2 separate regions of the Zea mays genome follow, and region 1 is linked to region 2. A link is a contact called in public Hi-C data. All regions are on one chromosome and are shown on one strand. The core of a region is the stretch at or near the end of the contact, and the rest is flanking DNA. Distances in the headings are between cores, read along the strand shown.

Region 1 (4,730 bases), core at 1,041-3,540, 88 kb after region 2:
GGCTTGTATATATGATGAGCTGCTAAACCGGGTCACACATTGTTGAGATGAAGTTAACTGGAACGATCAGAGATCATTTCTGTTGTTTCCCAGTTCTCTACTTCACAGCTATACTTCGTATATATATTTTGTTTATTTTTTATATACAAATGCAAAAATGCTCGGGTTAGCAAGAAATTCATTTTAATACGAAGCAACATAACAGTGTCTTCGTGATTAAGCAATCAAAATCACTGTAAATTATTTTATTGGGAATGGCGAAGAAACAAGGAATTGATTAAGACTTTGGCAAGATATATCCCTCCTATATTATATAAGTTAAATTATGATAAAAAGTTAGAGCAACTCCAGCGGTTCTCTAAAAGACTTCCTAAATTAATAATTTAGGTAGTTAACATAAAAACTATTATCCAACAGTTCTCTAAATGAACTTTCTAAATTTAACAACTTGTCATCTAACCTCATTTTCTCTCTACATTTGGCAATCATTTAACAACTCCCTAAACAAAAATGTTGACTGCATTATATAGTTTTTGTGACTTATTTTTTATGTGGATAAATACAAAACAAAATTACAACCTATATTTAGAGAACTATTGGAGAACTCACATTTTTTTACTCCAAAAGCCATTTAGCAACTTTTTAAATCTGTGATTTAGAGAGCTAAAATTTACATAACTATTGGAGTTGCTCTTAGAAGGGTAAAATATTATTTTGGTATCATAAATAAGTTAAAATAAACTATCAAATACTAACTTATTTTATTTTATTCGTAGTCATAAACAAATATTTTACTCTCTTACTTTTTCACCATAATCTAACTTATGAAATAAACACATCTAGGGCATGTTTGTTTAGGGTTTAAGATCTGAGCAGATTATAATCCCAAATAAAAACAACAGGAATATATGGCAAAAAGACTATGAACTTCGCTCTAGTTTGATATATTTACCAATCAGCGGGCTAGATAGAAGAGGAACTATGTGCAAGATTCTTACAAATTCACCCGGCAAAATCGATGCAGCTTCATATATATATATATGCAAGTAAAAGAAATGGGAATCTTGGCAACTAGGCAAATTATACTACAACTCAGCTCGGGATCGATCAAAATTGCGAAGTCCAGATTTATCTGAATCGGAATGCCAAAACCAGCTCAGAACTCACCTCGTGTAAGGGCACTGCGCCGGCGAAAGATGAACGCCGTCGCCGTGCTTGCGCGCGCCCAGCCTTGGCGCGTTGTTCCTCACGAATCCTCGCTCGACGACGGCGGCCACGTCGTCCTCCGAGGCGCCGTACCATGCGAACTTGGCGGTGCCGGTGGCTGTGCAGCGCGCGTAGGCGAGGCGCTGCCCCTGTTCCCGGAACGCCACGGTCCTCGCGCCGGGCGCGATCTTGCGCACCTCCGTGATCGCCGCGCCGCGTTGCGCCATCCCATAGCTGAGGAATAGCTTGCTGACGACCTGGTAGTACATGTCGTTCTCCTCGAGCCTCACCGCCGCGTTCTCCCATGCCTTCATCTTCTTGGCGTCCACGCCGTGTCTCTCCCCTGAGCGCACGTCCACGCCCGAGGATGACTCGGCCTCGTCCTCCGCCGGCTCGTCGTCCCTCTTGCGCTTCCTCCCTCCGCAGTCGGGCGCCGGGAAGAAGCAGTCCCCGCGGTCGTCGATCCACGCCAGCCCGGTCTCCTCGCCGGTGACCTCGTCGATCCTGATCATGCGGAGGAAGTCGAACAGGTACGCCTTGCCCCCGTACGAAGCATCGGCCATCGCCCTCCTCTCCTGGAACGCCTGGCGCAGCTGCGGCACCGCCTCTCCGGTGATACCGATCCACTTGCCGTCCTCATAACAGAGGAACCTCGCCGGCGCGCCGCTCCGCATGAACTCCCGCCAACCCCGCAGAAGCGTCGACGTGCCGTCGGCAGCAGCAACCGCAGGCCGCATGTTCGCCGCCTTCACGTCGTCGGATGACAAATCCATCGCGCTTGGCGCCGAGTCCGGCCGGTCTGCTGCGGTGCCTGTCGTGTACTATCAGGACTCAGGGGCTCGGATCAGGCGTCCGGCCGGTGATGGAGCGGGAATTATATAGGTTTCAGGATTTTGGAGGACGGTCTCGTGAGGGGCACGTTTGAGACGACGTTGGCGAGGACGTCGGTTCGGAAGGTGCTCTTTATTTCGATCTGCCTCCAGCTCTCCACTCCACCCAGGCGGCGCCTCCCTCAGCCCCTGACTGTTTCGGGGGATATGAGATATGACTTGGTAGAGAAGTCTAGAAATGTCCAGTTTAGCCTCGCAACCGTTTTGCCGGAAGATCTGCTGTGTGGAGCAGTTTTGCATGATGTGAACACGGATGTTACCGGTGGTCTTTGGTTTTCTCGATTAAATTTTAGTATGTACCGTATCTAATGTTTAGATATCAATTACAAATATTAAATATAATTTAATTATAAAAAATAGTTATATTTGTGAAGATTAAATAGAGACAGATTTATTAAATCTAACTAATTTATAATTAATGTTTATTATAGCATTATACGGGTAAATCATTGACTAATTGGATTTAATAGATTTGTCTTGCCTTTGTAATTAGTTTTAGGGTTTGTTTGGATCCATCCGGCAAATAATTTGTCGGCTAGTTTTATCATCTTGAACTCCAAACAGGCTTGCTAATAAGTTGAATAATTGTTAGTGGGAGAGTTAACAAATTGTTTATCCATTAGTCATTTGATCTTGCTAATATGTGATAATATATTCGATAAAATATCAGCGTACAAGGCGGTTGTATGGTTGGTTGCACATGCAAAAGACAGGCTTCGCACGTGACGCAAGACGGTGGAACTGTCGGTTGATTTCGAATAAATGCATGCGAGGACGACCATTAAAATTGATACTTATAGTAGTAGAGATATAGATAAAGATATGATTATTTATTTGGTATTTTTTTAAAAAATATTTTGAATGGTGTATATCATTTTTCTTGTATCAATATTAAAATCATTTTGTAATTAGTAATTAGTGGTAAAAATAAGTTTTAAATGGTTTAAATGGATATCTATATTAGCATTTCCAGTGAATACAAGCTCAGATAATTTGGATTTCCAGGCACTCACATAGTCACATATCCATCCGTACGAAAACATTCCGGGCGTTGTACTCCAACCGCCTGTGACATGACCTGGCAGTACCGGATTTGCCCTGGCTGGCCTGAGACTGATCAGTTGAGCGGCCCTGCGGCCGTGTTTGCTTGCATGTCAGGTTTGGGTTTGGGTTTGGGTTCGTCGCACGAAACGGCGCGCTCCTTTCACTCCGGATCCCCTGCAGCCAGACGCCACCACGAGCGCCTGGGCAGTTTTTCCTTGACGCGGAAGGCTCTCCGCGCCGCGCGACTGCTTCTTGAGACGCAAGCACATCCATGTGACGAGGCTTCCGTGGGGCGCCGCCGCGCCGCGGTCAGTGCCTGGTAGAGCAGAAGCTGACCTTGTGCCCTCGCGTTGCCCCTCTCTCTCTGAGTAGGAGTACTTGGATACGAATTTGCTAGCTCTGCTCCGTGGTGGTCAAGCTATTTCATCGGCGAGCTTCTGGTCGCGTGCGTACCAGTTGTACTAATGCCTCGTTATCGTGGCCCAGCACATGTGAGCGATGGTCATCAACTTGTTGCCGGCTGCCTGCCTTATCATCAATGAAAACGATTATTAACTTGCTTTTTTCTTCCTCGCCCACCTGCAAGTTGGGAGTGCTAGGAGTAGTACCACGGAAAACTGAGCTGCATACTCGATCCGGCCGTAGCTGATTGCGATGAGGCCGCGACCAATCCTGGGAACGAGCCCTGCAAGGTGTGCATCTCCCGTGTTCCATTTCCATCCACGATCCACCACCTACCTGCGCGGGCGCGGCTAGCGTGCAGTGTTCCAGCCTCTCGGGAGGCTGCATGGCGCGGCAAGCAGATATTTCATATTTGTTGCTATTCTTATCGGGTTCGTTCTATCCATTCGCCGTGGGATATTTTGGAGACCTCGTGACGCAAGCCCTGCTTGCTTCTACACTCGATCCCTTCATTTTTTTTTTATTAAAGGAAAAGGAAGCAAAAACTTGGCGCGTCAACGCGCGTGGTACACCGTACACTACGCAAGGCACAAATCAGGGGGCGGGGCGGAGGGGGATATACCAGCGGAGCACCCTTCAGTTTTGTACGGCGGAAACTGGATGAAATCCCAGGTCGGCCGTCGGCGACCTAGCTAGGGTAGTTGTTTAACAACAAGTCCACTGCAAACCGACCGCGCGATCCTCTCAGTCTCGAACTCTCGATCAACCGTCCAGTCCACGCGCGCACGACGCACACGCCGGCCTTCATAGACTGGTGGCAGCCTGCTGGCCCATGTATAGCTCGGACGGACGTGGCACAAACTTAGGGCCTAAGCTAACCCTACATCCATTAATACGATTGAGTCCGTATATTTAATTATAGTATTTTTGCGAATTATTTTAAGATTATTATTAATTAAGCATATACACCTCAATACCTCATTATCATGGCACGCCTATGATGCCCTTGCACCAATACTATGGGGGTGTTTGGTTCTGTGGACTAAAGTTTAGCCCGTGTCACATCAAGCGTTTGACTTTCAAATAGAAGTATGAAATATAGACTCAACCAACTGTACTAGATTCGTCTCACTTTTTAATCTTCGGCTGAGAAAATAGTTTTATAATCCGACTACATTTAATAACCCG
Region 2 (5,383 bases), core at 1,538-4,037:
CCTCATAGTTTTCTCGAAATTTTTTCAATTTTTTATCGCAGCTTGTACATATGATATCATGACACGTGGACAAGTTTCAAGATTTTCTGACTTTGTTTGTGTTTTATACAAGTTTTAAACATGTTGATGACAAGTTCACGACCATGTTTAGTGAGCATGTTGCTCGAAGTTTTTGGTCCGCTCCTGGAATCGGTCGTAACTTATGCTAAGTAACATGAATATCATTTTTTCATGCACGGTTTTCCAAGTTTCGAGTGACCTGCAGTTCAAATCTAAATTTTCCGAAGAAATTCAAATAAACGAACTAAATCTACTAACGATTGAAACTCTGTTAAAATTGTCCACAAATAATACATGTAGGTCTACATAGTGTAGGAACATACCACAAAAAGTTTGGGAGACAAAATAAAAGAAATAAAAATATACTTTGCCGAGTGTCTAGGGATGGCACTCGGCAAAGAGTTCTTTGCCGAGCGTCAACTGGGCGACACTCGGCAAAGAAGAATCTTTGCCGAGTGCCAACCGTTGGCGCTCGGCAAAGACTGACGACCGTCAGCTTTGGGACGGCCGCTGACGGCCCTTTGCCGAGAGCCCCATTTGCCGAGTGTTTGACACTCGGCAAACATGGATTTGCCGAGTGTGGACCTGTACTGAGTGTCCTACGCTCGGTAAAGACGCTCGTTACCGAGAGCCGAGCTTTCCCGAGTGCGGCTCTCGGCAAAGCCGTCTTTGCCGAGTGCCCGAGAAAAGGCACTCGGCAAAGCGGCCGGCACTCGGCAAAGGCTCGGATTCCGGTAGTGGTAGACGGTAGTGCATTTAGAGCTGGAGCTGGCGGAGCGAGCACACTGAAGGGTGGTCAAACGAGGTCCGAGTGTGTTTATACACTTAACTTGTACAAAAAAGAATGTTTTGATTCCACAAGTAGCAAACCATGGACGACTTTGAATTTTGGTGTGGAAATTAGTTACAACCCCGTTTCGCAGTTTTCTCACGTTTCAACTTTTTACATTCTTTGCCACGGTTAAAAGAGATCTTATCAAATCTTCTGGAGATTCGTCACTGACCTTATTGAAGTAGGCGCGCGTGCAACAACGATAGTTATAACTGTAGATGATTTCTGTGACAAGCGCCCTCTGGTCTTGCAGTTTCATAAAGGGCACCGACAACATACTCCCGAGTAAGATAAAAGTCTATCAAGGCAAAAATATAGAAACATACATAAACTAAAAACTGAAGTACAAATCTCTGTGGTGTCCTGTGAACGATACAGCGTATCAGTGTCCCTGTGGGACCACGCACATGAGTGACCGGTCGATGTTGAATTGTGTAGAAGTAGTCCTCGTCATAGATGTGCCCAGATTTTTGACAAGCTAATAATTAAGGTCAAATATGGATTAGTATATGAAAACACCCATACCGTGTGGCAAATATTGTGTATGATCTCAAGTACATATTTGTGTACGAGTGTCTCTCTCTATAGAGTAGTAGTATAAACAAACGGTTCTATCCGTGATCTATCCTCGTTAATTATTGATTACTCGAGCTCTCGCCACCCTTCGCTATCTAGCTCTCCCTAATCATCAATCATCACGGGGCATGGTCTAAACCCCGTGGAGATATGCATTGACTTGGAAGCCACGACCTCCCAACCAAAGGAAGAAAATCTAGTAATGATGACATGATTAGCCGACAACGAAACAGCCACCGGCGCCGGTGGGAGAGACAAAAGCGGTAAAAAAAGCGCGGGCGTGCGGGGTGCGCCGGCCGTGTGTCAGACGATGATTCGCTACACGTCGGCGTCGTCGTCGCCGCCGATCGCCATTCACCGGTAGTCCGACGTCAGCTGGCTGGTTCTACGGTCGGTCTCCGAGCCCTGTACAGCCGCTGAACGTGCATCCGGCCCTGGCCTAGATGAGCTGGTGCAAAATCCAGGCATATAAAGTAGTAGGGAATGACCCATTTTGTTCCCCTCGTTTTTTATAAGGATCGAGTGCTCTACTACTTTATGAATACGACCCGGTCCTACGAAAACTGAGAAAATTACACGCACAGGTTCTTTTAGAACTAGTAGATTCCTTTCCTGGGTCTAAGCAAGTTGCATTGCTAGAAATTTCAGAGAAATGACCATGAGAATACGGAGCGCCTTTAATTTGTTGAGATCAACTTCAGGCACCCATGGTTGTTATATATACTTACATCCGGTCTCGAATATTTGTCGCTCGCTAGTTCATTTTTAAATTAAACCGTGACAAATAAAAATGAACGGAGTAAGCAGTTAACAAAGCATATTCTAAGACGCAGAATATGTTAGTCAATTTTTCAAAAAAAAAAAAGCTCATCGATCTACAACAGTTGAAAAAAAGACCTCCTCGAGATATATATAAGTCACCAGTGGTTTGTGTACAAGGCGCATCAGCTCATCAGAATACAACAGCTATTGATTGACGAGCTTTTCCGGTTGTTGTAGACTGATGAGCAGTACAGTATCATTGAGCTGTTGATGAGCACCATGCTATATACTAGCCACCGCTCGTATCATCAGTGCAAGCCGGTAGACATGAGAGTTACTAGTCCTATAGCTACGTGATTGATTAATTATTCTAAACAAATGAAAGAAAACTTCTTCAGCCAAACGATATACATCCATCCATGCAAATCAACCGAAAGGAAAGAAAGACAGGTGGACAAATAAAAACAGAAACCGCTGGATGAAGCAAGGCAGTGGCGGTGGCGCCAGCGGCTGACTTGTCAGATGATACCAGATATGGTGGCGCCCACAATGATTTCATATCCTGAAGTGGGGGCGGCGCATCCATCCATTCCTTTGGAGCGAGGGATGAAGATGATCTCATCAACCTCGTGCAAATGCATGTCTGGATTGTCTGTGCTTCAATTTTTTTTTTTGTGTGATGAGAGATTATCGGATGTCTCATCAGAAGAAATATACTATGCAAAAAAAACTTCAGTGCACACATGGTACATCATCATAGATCGTATAGCTGATTGGAATATTTGCTTGACAGCTAAGGTTTTCCATTATAACATTTGGAATTTTTTTTATTGAAGTTGATTTCTTACAAACAACTTTTTCCTTTGTTTGATTGTATTTGTTTTCTCTCTAGATCGCATCCGTCGCCACAAATTCAGCGTAGCTATCGTCGATTTATTTTCTTGGCTTCTTGCCTTCTTACACATCCCATGCCTGCACAGTTTTTGTCAATGTCAATTCAAGGCTAGTCTTCGTTTCAATTGGTGAGCTCCATTTCTCAATAAAAATCACTTTCCAAACCACTTTTGAGTTTAAACTTTGAATCATCTTGTACATTTCAATACAGGTTAAAAGCTAGGTTGTTTTTTCTCTCTCTCAAAGATATCACTAGATTCATCATAATGTTGTGTTGGAGCCACTACTGCCTCAAGTGTAGTCACTGATCGGCGCTGTTATTGCGCCGGCACCTCAAGCCTTTCAGAAGAATTTTTAAGACCCTCACTAGTGACGTGATGGTTTTAGGCCTACTACCCAATGCACTCTACCGCACTACAGGCCATGATTGATCATATTTGTTTTTTTTTTACTTATGATCAGTTTCTCACAAAGATAAAAGCTGAATGGTGTCCATTGTGCTGCTTGGCGAGGTCGTGTGACACCCCGCGTGGGCAAGTTCATCACTGCCGGTGTGCATTGTGCTGCTCAGCGAGGTTTTGTAGGATTTAGATTCAAGACCTCAACTTTTATATTCCATCAAATGCATAAACCAACTGAGCTATATAACATATGTGACTATACAACTAAAGTTGTTCTTTTAACTACATAATTTCAAATCTTATATTGTATATATATTTGACACTCCAAATGATCTTAAATATAAAAGTTATCCAAACAATCTTAAATGAAAAAGTTATCAACTACAGAGTTGTTGATCTCTTCAAATGCTACAAGTTTGATGTTGACTTTGTCTTCATTTTACATTGTTATTCATCTTAGATCTAATCTAAAAGCTTATATTTGATATTTTGACTTATAAACCATCTCAAATTAAAAGATATCAACTAAAAAGTTTTAGATCTCTTTAAACTCTATAGTTCTGATATAAAGTTTTTCTTGATCCCATCTTATAGTAAAGTTCTAAAGTTTTTTGCACAAAAGTCTGTCATTGGCAATTCAAGCCATGAACTAACAGTGATTCTCTAGTTCAACGGTGAAAGCCTTTTATGGTGTATTGTGGCCCAGCTCCTCATGTGGAACATGCCTACTTATGCATGTCACCTCTCTTACACTTTTGTCATCGCTTTGTGTCAAAGGGATAACCTAATGTAAAACTCCATCCACTCATGGACCGACGGTACTTACTCCTAGTAGTCATGTAGATATCATATACCACCATCACAGACCAACACGAGTCTTTTGTGCTCACTTTGTCCTCACTCACGCGTACCCGAGAAAGCATCCTGGTCGGTCACCTATCCAAGATTGCTCTGAACCAAGCACGTTTAACTCGAAGGTTTTTTCAAGATAGGCTTCCGAAAAAGATGCATCTTGTTGGTATAAGTACTCTATCAGTTCTATTAAGCATTGGACCCCAAGACAGGAACCTCCCCTCTTGGCCACGTCTCTGTGTCCAGTATTGTCATATGTCATGCCATGTGATCACTATGGGCCCACATGCCCCATGCCATATTCCTGAACCCCTAGCCACACACGCCCATAAAACCGCGAGGGTCAGCTCTATCAATGTCGAAGGATACCATCGTCTAGAGCTATTATTTGATTATTACCGCTTGAAAAGTGAAGCCATGGGCTTCGGATCAACGACATACACAAGCAATGAAGAAGCTGGACAAAGCAAGGCAGGGTCATCAAGACTTGTTTAGCAAGATTACGAGAGTAAAAGACACTGGTGCCCTTATTCTACTCATTAGCTTATATGTATAGGTTTGAGGGCTTGATTGTATTTTTTACGAAGTTCTACCTCACAACAATAAATAGAGGAACATAGCTATGCATTGGACACATGTTTTTGTCTAGAGAGAATTGAACCGCGCTGCCTACAAAGTTATATTTCCCTTACCTTCGCATTGTAATTTGTAACACCCTGAATTTAGGGATATATAATTTCTTTGCTGATATCCACAAAATTCAGGTGTTACTCCTCTTTCCTCCTCCTGTCCTAGTTTCCCTTTTTCAATTTCTTTAGAGGAAGAACTATTTTCTTGGAGATGTAATTATATCTTAGAAGACAAAATCCCAAGGGAGAATGAAGTGTTGCATCATGCTGAACCTCAATTTTTTTGTTTGATGCATATGCTTGATGCACCTCTCTTTGAAATTTGTGAAGTACACTTTGGGTTCGAAATTCAAAAGCAAAAGAGAAGATAAAGGAGA

What was found. Hi-C and Micro-C count contacts between places; a contact is called where the count stands out from the background.
Region 1: a contact with region 2 is called in a Hi-C map of leaf, with 4 times the contacts expected there. The contact joins the promoter of LOC103633148 here to the enhancer-like site in region 2. A contact is called at or near these places in 3 of 25 Hi-C or Micro-C datasets (endosperm, leaf and tassel).

Annotation. Positions count from the first base shown.
Region 1 is chr1:29,681,248-29,685,977 of Zm-B73-REFERENCE-NAM-5.0, forward strand. It overlaps LOC103633148 (probable inactive poly [ADP-ribose] polymerase SRO3), which reads right to left and starts at 2,291. Exons shown (of 4, transcript XM_008654828.4): 1 at 1,168-2,291. The coding sequence starts at 1,979.
Region 2 is chr1:29,592,429-29,597,811 of Zm-B73-REFERENCE-NAM-5.0, forward strand. No RefSeq gene overlaps it. Among protein-coding and RNA genes, the nearest start is that of LOC100193486, 41 kb to the left of the region's middle. Within about 2 kb of position 2,788, at least 12 of the 20 cell types and tissues checked have an H3K27ac peak or open chromatin away from gene starts, as enhancers often do. A contact at or near this core is called in endosperm and leaf, where this site is marked.